Linked DNA regions of Gossypium hirsutum: region 1 is linked to region 2. Evidence: chromatin contacts called from public Hi-C data. All regions are on one chromosome and are shown on one strand. Each heading gives the region's core, a stretch centred on a gene start, on an enhancer-like site or on the middle of the called end of the contact. The rest is flanking DNA. Distances are from core to core; before and after follow the strand shown.

Region 1 (6,410 bases), core at 1,991-4,490, 170 kb before region 2:
CTAGTCTAGAGCCAGAAGTGAAATCCAATCAGATAGGAGTAGGGTGCGCACATAAATTAAATACAAAACCAAGGAACTTTCTATGTAGCAAAGTGTGAAATTAGACTGACACAACAAGAAACGATGAAAAAAATGAGTTAAAATTCAGAACTGCGTTAACTAACCCTTTGGTGCATCACAATTCTCTGGCTTCCATGAAAAGGTACCTTCTGATGCTGAAACCCCAGTATTTATAACTGATCCACAACCTACTTCTGCATTAGTGTCAGAAGTGGATGGAACCTTAGAGCCACTAGAAGTGGGAGCGTCCTCATGCCTGTATGAAAAAATGTACTTAAATAAATAATTCATGGTTTCACATCCATATAAAAAAAAACTACAAGGAAATCACAAGAAAGTTCCCAAACTGTTCTGCTCATAAAGATTACCTGTCTGCAGATTCCGTGTCATTTAAGGGGTTTAGTGAGCTATTGGTATTTTCAATTGCAACAAAGCCATTCTCTTGGGTGCTGGACTCAGACATGGATTCCTAAAAAAAATGGAATATGAAAATAACCTATGGGGATAAATATACAATTTGCTATTACTAACCTATGAAACTCAAAGTTTTCAGAACACCTCAACAGGGAAAAATGTCTTAAATTTTACTGAATGAATGAAAATTTTCACTGAAATTCTACATATAGATAAAGAACAAGATTATGAAATCAGCATATGATGCAAAATACCTCTAAATGAAGCGCAAACACTGACAAATCAGTTGTTCACATTTAAGATGTGTAACTATGCTGTATGAAGGGCTAAATGACTTTGTTAACATTTACTGCATAACTAGTGAATTACTTAATGTAAGAAGCAGAAAAATCCCCTTCGATGGTAATCATAAGCTGTGATTTTTTTCCAATAAAAAAAACTATGATTTTTCTTTCTTTTCAATATATAAGCTGTGAAATATAAGATACCTGTTGTTCTGTAATTTCTTGGGCTCCATTGACATGCTGCAACCATCCATCATTAATGATCTTGAAAGCTTCATCACGAGATAGGAATGATGCAAAGAAGTGCTGCCCAAATCAAAAAGTCGAATCAGATAGAAGAACTAATGCATGCACACTTAAACAAGCACATAGAAGAAATCTGCACGGCAAGTACTAGTACCCTCCTTCCTCCAGCAAAAATTTCTATTGCATTAGGAAAGATTCCAGCAGTCTTTGCTCTGTTAACACTTGTAATTTCGTTGAAGGCAATTACTTTCTGCAAAAGGAACTCATACAATATTCCATGATCATACCATGTTAAATAAAAAGTTAAAACAGTTTCCCGGGAAATAGGACACTGGAAAACAAAGAAAGAATAATACTAACTTCTGAGGATTACCTTTGTTTCAAATCCAAATATATTGGAATAAAAGCAAATGTAATGAACAAACAGGTACATGTGACCCTGCAAAAGGCAATTAGAGAGGGGAACACATTTATACAGCCGCCAAATATTTGAAAAATATAAACCTACCAGCCCGCCCCCCCCCCCAACAAAAAAATAATAATAATAATAATAAACCTCCCACAGTTTGAAAAAAGGAACATAAGGTGATGTGCCAAGCTAAAAAACTAGCAGATGCAGCAGAACAAAAGCAGTAAAGGTCATTGTAAAGATCTAGATTACCTGAAGAAGAATACTCTCCTGGAATGCACAGTTGAAATCCTGGACAAGGAACTACAGCAGAGGACAAAAGAAAGTGTTTAAAACTGTTTTTATGATACATTTCTAAAATGCAACACAGTGAGAGAAATTTCAAATTAAAAGCAATTCAATTAGCAAGTTTTTTAAAATCCATCACCAAAAGAAACAAAAAAGGATTGGTTATAGCATCAATGCCACATGAATGTTAGGTATCAGGAATTACTTGCACACAATGTGTTATTATCTCTCTCACACTAATCATGCCAAGAATGAATTCATTTACAGAACAAAGACTCTAAAACAAAAACGAGAGGATCAGAGATCTGCTTACACATGGTAACAAAAAATAGGCTAAAGAAGAGAAAACACATTTATTTTGAACTTAAAAAAAAAGTGTTTCAATTTTCTAAAAAAGTTTTAAAGATACCAATAGATGACATTTAGATACTAAAGTAGGAAAGAAAGCATGAACAAGCATTTTTGAATCTTTAACCAATAACTTTATCATTTTAATTATTGGGTTCGTGAGAATTCTACATGAATGTTTAGGCGCTCAAAACTTCTAAAATACAAAACTGGCAATATATTTTCACACAACTACAAGAAACAATTTTAGCATTTACAAGCCAAAGAATGTCAAAACAAAATACAAAGGAGACAAGACGAGGAGAACTGCTAACAGCTTGTTACTAAAGTTGCTCACCTCTTCAGGTGGAAGCCTAAACAGTTGGCGGTATTCTTCACTCCTCAATGCTGACTGAGACTGAAATTCATAAGCATCAGATTTAGCCATAGTTCTAGAAGTATTCAGTTCTTGAAAACTAAATTCTCGATGATTGTCTAATTAGTCCAAGTTTAACTACATCGATCAAAACTCCTTATAAGCCATCCTCTTTTCTACCTCTTGTTGGAATTTATTTAAAAACCATATATCTTTCGGAATTTCACCACGAAAACATGAAAGCTTCAATAGAATTCTAATAATAGAAAGTTTGGCAAAAGCAGCCTTCAAAAAAAAAATTGAAGTAAATTTGATTAAATGATAGTGATTATTGTAGAACTTGGCCATAATAATCAAGAATTAGCAAAATTGAACTCATAACATAATCCTAATCTACTTTCTCGTCGTTTTTTTCTTCCTGACTTTTTGTAAAGGAAGCAGGGACATGAATTAAGCTAAAAGTAAGTGGTAGAAAAAAGAACCTGAATATCAACATCTTTGTAGCTAGGGTTGGGTGAAGCATTGGAAGCATCGTTGCGATCAGGCGTGTCGGTAGGCGAGGAATCGTTTGGCGAAGTTGAAGAATCAGAAACGTCGTCGGAGACTGCTTTAGAAAGAGAACGATCCATAGAAGACCGCGGAAGATCGATCCTCTCGGCGGCAGCAGAGGTAACTGCCATAGCAGGGTGGGGAAGAGCCGATAGAGATGGCAGAGATCTGAGTTTTCAGTGTCTTTTTTTTTTCTTTTGGGTGGGAGAGTCCAAGGAATAGCTAAAAGAAACTACGCCGTTTGACAAACAGGGACTTATTTCTGAAAGCGGAAGCCAACATCAAGCGGTACAGTTTTGCAATCTATTTCACTGCCACGCCAAGTCATTGAAGGAGAGACGTTGACTATTTTGACACGTGGCGGATTATTGAGTGGATAAAAATGACAACCGACCGGTCCTCCGGTGGACTCTACCACGTGACGGAGTCAAAACATTCTGTCAAGTTACTTTTTAGGCTTAAATAAAAAATTGACCCGAATTATAATTTTTTTCACTTACGTACTTAAATTATTTCTTTTATTAAAAGTGATTTAAATTTTACTTTCAATACTAATTTTGATCTAAAGCGTTAACTCCGTAAAAGTAACTCTCAAAATGACACATGGAATTTTAATTAAAAATTTTAAATTTAATATTAATTAAATTAAATTAATTTCTTTTTTCTTTCTCTCCTATCCCTCGCTTCATTGTCTTTTTTATCCCTCCACCCTCACAGCTGCTCCTCACCAGGGTTCTTACAGCAAGTTCCCATGGCCCCATCCCCTCTCCCACTTCAATAAATTCATTTGCTATAAGCCGTAAAAGTGGTAGCTTGGCAATAGATAAAAAAATAGCAGGATCCACGAGTTCTGAGTTGCACTGTAATAAACATGAATCGAAGCTCTTTAACTTGACTTTAGCAGGATCTCTGTTTTCCTACATGTTCCACTTCAATGCAGCAAAATCGCATCCAGAAATACAGACTGATAGTTAATGAAGAAAAATATATATTAACATTAGAACTATTGGACAAAACATAACAGTTGAAGAAGAAGAAGAAGAAAAAGAACAACCCCATGCATGTTCTCAAGCACATTGAAAATTTTTAAGAAAGGAAAAAGAAATACCCTTAGATATAAATAAATTTCGAAATAAAATTTAAATCCTCATCAAAGAAAGGCAGAGATACCAGGATTAGGTCGAAGAGCACGGCTTGATCGACCTTGACGAAATCAGCGTCCCAACTCCCAAGACTTGAGCTCATCGTCGATGGAGGCAGAACGTACATGAAGCGAGTGATTATACTGGTCTTCCCAACAGACTGATCCTCCGAGAACAGTGAGGTGGATTTAATTAAAAATGCTACATATCACATTTTAATTGGTTTTAGAATTCCTTTTAATTGAAGGAATTAAAGTTTAGATACCATTTTTAATAAATAATAATAATTTAGATGTCTAAATAGAAAAGTGCTGGGGCTAATTTTTTATTTAAGCTTATCTTTAATTAGGAAAAATAATCCAACGTCTATTTTGGGCCGATTTAACCGAAGTTATTGGGCTTTCGACTACCATTATTTATCTCCTACGTTACTGTCACGTTTTCATACCGTTATAATTCTTTTTACCTGATAGCAGCCAAAAATTACAAATTTTAATGGCATTCACCATAAGTTGAAAGTACTTGGACGCAACTCTATAAATTATTTAATTCACCAGTTTAGTATTCCTTCTAAAAAATCTTTTTGAGACAAAAAGTATTTTTGGAACAAAAATATTCCTAAATAAACTATTTTTTTTTATAGAAAATGTACTTCTCCCAAGCCAACATTGGCCAAAAACATCTTTTTTAGAACTTAAAAATTTTAACTTTTTTTCAAAAGTATTTTTTTTCTTTCTAAAATACACTTTTAAGAAGCATTTCTAAACTAAGCCTTAAAGGAGTTTTGTTGAGTTCTTGGACAATTCCATTAGTGAGCTAGCTGTTAAATCTCTTCTCCCTAGCATTGTTACTACATCTCAAATTGCTGGCTCTTTTCAATATGGATTAATTTCTTTAAACTTTCTTAAACTATGTAAAAGGATATTTTGGTAAAGTGAGGAAAAGTTACAATCTAACAAAATGAAATGTTGTGGAAAGATGATGGAGAAGAAGATCGGAGTAGACTCTGAAGAACAAGTTCGGTAATAGTTATTGATTATGGATGCAATAAGCGACTGAGAAAGATAAGAGTTACAATGATTGTTATGACTGTAAAAAGAAAATTGCAGAGAGAATTTTAAAGTGCCAAGTTTGCCAAAAGATCAAAAAGTTCCAAATGAAACATTCAAACATTTATTTATAGACTTTGAAAAAATAAGTTAAAAAGGGAAATGATTATGAAGAGAAAGTGGCATGAACATGTTAAAATTGTGGGTAATGGGATTAAAAAGGGTTACTTGAACTTGAGAAAATGGAAGGTCAATTATATATAATGGGTATGATAATGGTTACATGAAAGTTACACCCTCTTAAATTATTTTAGCATTCATCGTATGAAGTACTTGTATTTCAAAGAAAGGTTAAGTAAGCTTCTTACCATTTTTGCATCTGAGTCTCCAAACTGTGCTCTCTAGGACATCTTAGGAGTGGAACAGTCTAAGAATAGTTACTAAAAGTAGTTCCCAAAAGGTAGTTGTTTCTAAAGGTAATTGTTTCTAAAGGTGCTCCTACATAGAACTCTCGGAACTACTATTGATAGAAAAGTTACTAACCCAAAACAAGCACCTACAAACTATAATTAATATTTTAAATTGATTTAAAAATTTAAGATATTTTAATTGAGTTTTCGAAATATTGATATCATATCAATCAGATAGTCCCATCAACCTAATTAAGCATTTAATGTTAGTTTGAATTTCACAATAAAGCATACATAAATCAAACTTTTTACATTTGTATATTTGTATAATTTGAATATATCATGTTAAAAAAATAAGTAATATGGTTAAATTCTATTTTTTAACAATTCAAATTAAAATTGTTTATTTAATATATATAAACGTGTTTAATTTTTAATTTATATGTTAAGTATGATTTACATATTATCAAAACTAACATTTAATACATCTTATCAAAACTAACATTTAATGACTAAATTGAAAAATTGGCTAACGAAAGTACTTAGTTTATGATATTACTATATTGAGAACCCATTAAAATGTTTTGAAGTTTAGAAACTCGTTGATAACTTCTTTGGAGGGAATTGGACTTATAGTTATTTTTTAAGTAGAGCATGTAGGTGAAGGAACCTAGAAGAAAAAAAGGAAAGCTATGAAGGGGTCGAAACTTGTAACAACCCCACACGCCTGGCCAAACAATCAATCAATGGAGAGGTTACACAAAACTAATTTCTAACTTGAAGCATTAACACGTTCATACAAACAACTTATAGAATATCATACATTACCTGAAATTCGATAAAGGCTAGCCAAAAT
Region 2 (6,520 bases), core at 1,049-3,548:
TGATTGGACAGTTAGTAACCAAAAACAAGTATCTACAAGGGGTAACCTACTTCAGCATATTGTGCATTTCCTAGTATCATCTGTAGGTCATCGAAGTAGTCTATTTTCAGCTTCAGATGAAAGCAGATCAGTATCTGCAGAACTTTTATTTGCTAATAACTTTTAACCATAGAGTGTATACTCTGGCTTCTGTCAACATCCTGTAATGTGTAGAAGTGCATGTATTGGATGGTCATGAGTTCAAAGGAAAGTACCTGCATAAATTAAGTTGATGTTTTGAAGGAACAAATGCATTTAGATGTGTATAATTGCGAATGACATGCACCTCACTTTATACTTTGATTTGTTTCAGACAGGCTATTCTGTTGTTGCAGCCTGTGTTGTAACGCTTCGCTGGAAAAATAACACCGGAAATCGAGTTTCTTCAAAGTGCATCTCAACCTGGTGTGAAGGTGTCCTATGTATTTTCCTAGTGGCATGCTGTGGTTTTGCTGCTGGAGTTCTTTATCGTTTTGGCACTCACTTTATTTTTATGATTGTTGCGGTGGTTATAGCCATAATGGCTTGTGCTGCTCTTTGTTTCCGTCAGGTGAATGAATTTATCTATACATAAATTTGATTTCTACTTTTCCTTTCCAATGCCAGGAAAAAGGGAGTGTTTATTGATATACATATGGTGTTAATGGTGTTCAATGTTAAGATTGATTGCGCTTTTGGCTATTTACAGCGCACATGCTGGCTTTCTGCTTGGTTTAACATGACCAGCTGAATTGGTAAACCTCTTAATATGATTTTTTGAACCCATTAATGCACTCTTCTCAGGCTTATTCAGATCCTCCAGGGTTTTCTTGTCCATGGGTTCCGATTGTGCCATCTGTTTGCATCTTTTTCAACATATACCTGTTTGCTCAGGTATGCCTGCAAAATGCCCTCACTACAATCCTTTTGAATTAGTGCATTGAATTTGTGTAACCAATTCATAAAGGAGTTAAAATTCGAAGAATTTATAGACCAAAGCCGGCTGGTGTTAATTACCCTATTTTTTTTGGCACAGTTGCACTATGAAGCGTGGATCAGATTCATCATCCTCAGCATAGTATCTGTAGGTATTTATGCATTTTATGGACAGTATCATGCTAATCCCCGTTTAGATGAGACAATTATTTACCATATGGCGCCTGAAGAAGATAGACACTGAGCATTAATGTACAGTCACCAATAGTTATTGGTGGGACTTGTAGTCTATCATCCTATTATTGCACAATCAGCTTATAAAATTATTAGTGATCATAGATGTAGATTTCTATTAGAAAATGTTGGCATCTCTGCTGACTAATAAACAAAGTGTATTTACACGGTCTTCTCTACAGTACATTTAATTTCTTACCAACTAGGTAGGTTCTCCTCGAGCTGTCGTTTTTACAACTGTTAAGATACAGATTAATTTGTGGATCATTGACTTCTTGTGGTGTTTGACTGTTCTACAATGCATACATTTATGTCACATGGCTAGAATTTTAGTTTCGTAAGCTACGTGGTTGCTTCAAATCCACTTAAGTTCGCCTACCTCTTGAAAATGAAAATTCAAAAGTAAAATTCTCTATGACATCCAAATAAAGTGAAAGTAATTCAGAAAGACAAAGGGATTTGAATCAAATAGAAATGCCATGAGAAAATTATAGCACACCAAGTGTTTGAATAAATATTCTCTAATGTATTTTATAACTCTAAATAAAAATAATAGGATTATTACTAATGAAAGAGGAAGATTTTATTTATAGTTGAGTTCTTTAAGATCTAATAGTAAATATCGGATTACATCGATAACTAAAATTAGTGTCTATCTACAAATTGAGAGTCTAATGGATTTAAACTCTATACATTTTTATTTATTAGAATTTACAATAATTATCTCGTTAATTCTAATTTTATTGGAGTGATTCACCAATTCATCAAGCAATCAAGTAGATGGGTTTTTTCATATGTTTCATGAATCGAGTTAGTTCAAGTGAATTAAATAAGTCACACTTAAGTAGTCGACCTCTATGTGAGGTTTTATGTGCATTTGTCACGAGCTTTGATTTGTGACTCATGACATTCTCCTCCATCCATTCTCGCAACGCCCTTGTCACGTCTTCAAAATGACATCGGGTTGACTTGTCTCAAAATTGTTTCAATGCCTCAGTTGATTTTTAACTAGTCTCTCTGTCCTCTTTGTCAGATAGTTTCACCCCTCAGAACATTTGTCTCGAGTTATGTCTCCGCCATCGTTTAACTCGAACTGCATTTCTCTTTTGCAAGAGCTCATCGCTCTTACTTGCCTCTATCGTGACATGTCTTCTATAGAGATCCAATTACTACTTCAATATACCCTTTCTATCATTCGTAATGAGAGGTTCCACTTCTGGAGGCACCTCTTCCATCTAGTAGATCAGAACGTTATATCTTCACGCTTTTGTTGCCAGAATGTGCGTTGCTCCTTTCAACGTTTGAGGTGTGTGTTCGAAAGATAACCTCTTGGACCTGGAATTTCTATTTTTTTTCTTTTTTGAAATTAAAACTTCAGATGGGGCTTTTATAAACTCAAATAAAAAAAAGAACAATCAGTCCAAAAATAAAATAAACAAGAGCATGAAATAGGCCCAAGTTAAAAAGGCCTATATCAGAAAAATTGAATCTAAAAGATAAGAAAAATCTAGACTAAAATAATTATAACCGAAGATTTTCCCAATCAGAAAATCCTGACGCCTATCACTCTATCTTTCTGTCATTCCGTTCTTCAAGGCATTTTCATTTATGAGGGGAGTTTTAATCACCGAAAAAACACTCCATTTTGAAACATTTTCCCCTTCTTTCTTTTCATCTTCTTTCATCTTCAGTCTGGTTCTCGCTCACTGTTAATTACTTTTTGCTATTCTGCATATCGAGGAACTCATTCAACCAGGTATATCTCTTCCTTCGTCTTTAACGTTTCTATTGCTAGTATGTAGGCTAAAACATTTACTGATCTTAGAGTATGTTCAAATCTGAAATACTTAGATCTAGATGCTACCTGATGAATATCGTAAATATATGCTTCGATCTGCGACTTGTCTTGCCTTTTCGCCTTACATTTTTTTATTACCGATAACGAATCTCCTTCAACGATGATTTCTGACCATTTCATTTCTATTCCTATCTGGATTGCTTTTCGGCAAGTGACCGCTTCTGCTGCGAAGGCGGAGGGAACTTCTTGATGAATTTCTAAGCAAGAGAAGAGAACAACCCCTTCTCTGTTTCTAACCACTATCCCTGAAGCCGATTGGAAGTGTCTCGCATCATATGCTCCATCAAAGTTTATTTTCACTCCCTGTCCGGGTGGGTTTTTCCATTTTCCAACATCCTCCAAGTTTTTGACTTTCTTGATTCGACACCATATTGTTCTTTAATATAGTTTTTGACAAAAATTGCTATCTCCTGACCATTTCTACTGACTTTATCATAGATTCAAGTGTTTCTGTCACCCCAGATGGCTCATAACACACAACCAATTAGTCTGCATTGAGAGGGAGAGTACTGGGCAAAGATCTAGGTGAGCCATTTTATGAAATCTAGATTAGTATTCTGTAGAAGATTTGGGATTGCTAATGCACTCCATACTGATACTGAAATAGGGCATTCGCAAAAAAGATGATCCATAGTTTCGGCTCCTACACCACAACAGGGACAATTTGAGTTATTGACTAGCTTCCTGTGCTGCATGTTGACTCGTGTGGCACGCAATTCCATGAGAGTTTCCAGATTGTAATTTTTATTTTTGTAGGCAGATTTAGAAGCCATATTTTTTTGTAAAGATCCCTGTAGATGGATTGTAAAGTGTAAGCTCTAGGATTTGAAATCTGTAATAGTTTGTAGGCACTCTGAACTGAAAACTCTCTCGAAGGCTCACCGCTCCACACCATGAAATCATCGTGAGGCCCTCTCGTCAGAGGGATACGGAGGATCCTTCCAGCTTCTTCTTCCAGAAATGTATTAACAATTAGCTCACTTTTCCATTTCCGTTCATCGCTACTGATCAAATTGGAAACTTTAAAGTTTGTCATAGTAAAAGTAACTGAAGATAATCTAAAATTAATTGCATCTGGAATCCATGCATCGTTGATAGCTGAGATGTTCGAACTCGTACCCACCTTTTAGCTAAGGCCTTTTGCCAAAATACCCTTATTCGCCCATATACTTTTCATCTACTATATTTCTAATCATCGATTTGTCAATATTTGCTGACTTCAGTTTTTTTTATCACTGTTAGTGCGTTCCCCTCCACTACAACATTACTAAACCCCATTTCTTCCCCAAAAGTAACAGCTTTTAGACAGGCTCTAGCTTCCACAGTGGTCGGGTCTCGAGCATTTTCTACTAGGTAATGCATGAATCCATTACCAACCCCTCGCTATTTCTTATTATTATGCTCGTTGTTGCTCTATTTTCCTGTTGTTGGTATGCTGCATTAAAATTTATTTTGACTTGCTCTGCCTTTAGGGGCCTCTAGTGTTCTTCTCTTGACTTATATATGCTTTGGTGAAATCTACTACATCCTGAACCTTTCTCTTCTTCCCCTCGTGATAGCATTATTCCTATTAAACCATATGTCCCACAGTGAAATGGCCTTTATAATACATATTTGCATGTTGTTTTTGAAAAAAAGTATGCTTCCACTCTTGTTCAATATTTGATATCCACACCAACCCCTTGAAGAACCATTTTCATGAACCTGCAGTCTCGAAAGAGGTGGGCCGCAGTTTCATCTTCCTCCAAACAAATTGAGAAAAGCGTATCTTCCCTAAGCCTTCGTAATTTTAGATTACTTAAGGTTGATAAGTAGTTGTTTGTTATCTTCCATAGGTTATTAACCATTTGTAACCACTATTTACTGTGTATTCACCCGATTTGTCCCCCCACCATATTGTCTCATTTGACTGCATACCACTCACCCACGGAATCGACAAAATTGCCTCAGCTTGTTCTATGTTGAATAAATTGCAGATGTCATATTGTTTTCAGGTAAGTCAATCTCTATTGATTAGATCTACCAATGTAAAAAAAATTAGGTTAATGTTCTGAACTTTTATTCTTCCGTCTCCAGGGGTAGGCAGCCACGCATCGTTGCATATATTCGTCATTTCGCCATTTCCTATTTTCCATCTCGTGCCATATTCTAATAGACTACGGGCACCCCAAATGCTATGCCAAGTTAAATATGGGTAAGACCCTAAACTCGCACTTATAAAATCCACTCGAGGGTAATTCTTAATTTTCATTACTCAAGCAAGTAAGCTATTAGGATTGGTGATTAGTTTCCACCCCTGTTTAGCCAACATGTCTATATTAAACTTTGATAACTCCTTAAACCCCATTCCCCTTTGCACTTTTGGGCTGCACATAGAAGTTTAGCTACTCCAATTAATGCCTTTGTTAGATTTCAAATATTGCCACCAAAATATGCACATTAAATTCTCTAACTCACGACATAATAACATAGGTAACATAAAACATTACATTGTATAAATTGAAAACGCTTGAAAAATGGATTTAATAAAAATCTCCTTGCCACCTATAGAAAGGTTAACGCTCCAACTCTTCATTTTTTTGTGTTTATTTTTCTTTTATCTCCACAAAAATATTTTTTTCCTCCTTTCAACCATCGTTGGTAACCCAAGATATTTCTCTGGGTTATTTGATATTCAAACTCCCAAGACTCTGCCTATTTATACTTTAATTCCCTCAATGGTATTGCTATTGAAATAGATTAAGGATTTATCAAAATTCACCATTTGACCTAAAGTCTTATTATATTCATTTACCACTGCCTTTATCACCATTACTCCTTCAATCGAAGCCTCTCCAAATAGGATGCTATCATCAGCAAAAAATAGATGAGTTATTTATAATCATCCTCTTTCTACCTTTGCCCCTTCAATCTTCCCTTCCTTTTTTGCCATATTCAACAATCTTGAGAAACTTTCTGCGTATGTAATAAATAAGTATGGTCTCAAGGGGTCCCTTTGTCTTAAACCTCTTGAAGGTTTAAAATCTGCTCCTTGAGTCCTATTAAGCACCACCAAATAGGAGACACTCCTTACACATCTCATAATAAGAGTTATCCATTTGTTGCAAAAGCCTAATAGCCTTATCATGGTTACAATATAATCACATTCCACTCTATCGTAGGTTTGACTCATATCTAACTTCAATGCGAAAGATCCTCTACCACTTTTTTCTTTCTTCTTAAACGAGTGTAATAATTCATATGCTAAAGATATTATCTGTTATTTGCTTGCTTGGGACAAAAGCTCCTTGTGTTTCCCCAATACATAAATGTAATACCTTTCTACCATTACTTTCGAGATTATTTTATAGATGACATTGTAGAGGCTTATAGGTCTGAATTGCCCCAAATTCTTTGGTGATAGAACTTTAGGAATGAGTACAATATTGATTTTGTTTATCTCCACAAGATCCTTGTGACTATTCAACACCTCAA

What was found. Hi-C and Micro-C count contacts between places; a contact is called where the count stands out from the background.
Region 1: a Hi-C map of leaf shows a contact between it and region 2, with 2.6 times the contacts expected there. The contact joins the promoter of LOC107929676 here to the enhancer-like site in region 2. A contact is called at or near these places in 3 of 34 Hi-C or Micro-C datasets (callus and leaf).

Annotation. Positions count from the first base shown.
Region 1 is chrA08:106,623,992-106,630,401 of Gossypium_hirsutum_v2.1, reverse strand. It overlaps LOC107929676 (protein VASCULAR ASSOCIATED DEATH 1, chloroplastic), which reads right to left and starts at 3,240. Exons shown (of 18, transcript XM_041074351.1): 1 at 2,887-3,240; 2 at 2,387-2,446; 3 at 1,666-1,716; 4 at 1,378-1,443; 5 at 1,159-1,254; 6 at 963-1,064; 7 at 429-529; 8 at 165-316. The coding sequence starts at 3,084.
Region 2 is chrA08:106,457,684-106,464,203 of Gossypium_hirsutum_v2.1, reverse strand. LOC107929673 (cationic amino acid transporter 9, chloroplastic) reads left to right here. Exons shown (of 8, transcript XM_016861165.2): 6 at 353-589; 7 at 823-912; 8 at 1,055-1,455. The coding sequence ends at 1,198. Among protein-coding and RNA genes, the nearest start is that of LOC107929673, 5.4 kb to the left of the region's middle. Within about 2 kb of position 2,298, at least 7 of the 9 cell types and tissues checked have an H3K27ac peak or open chromatin away from gene starts, as enhancers often do.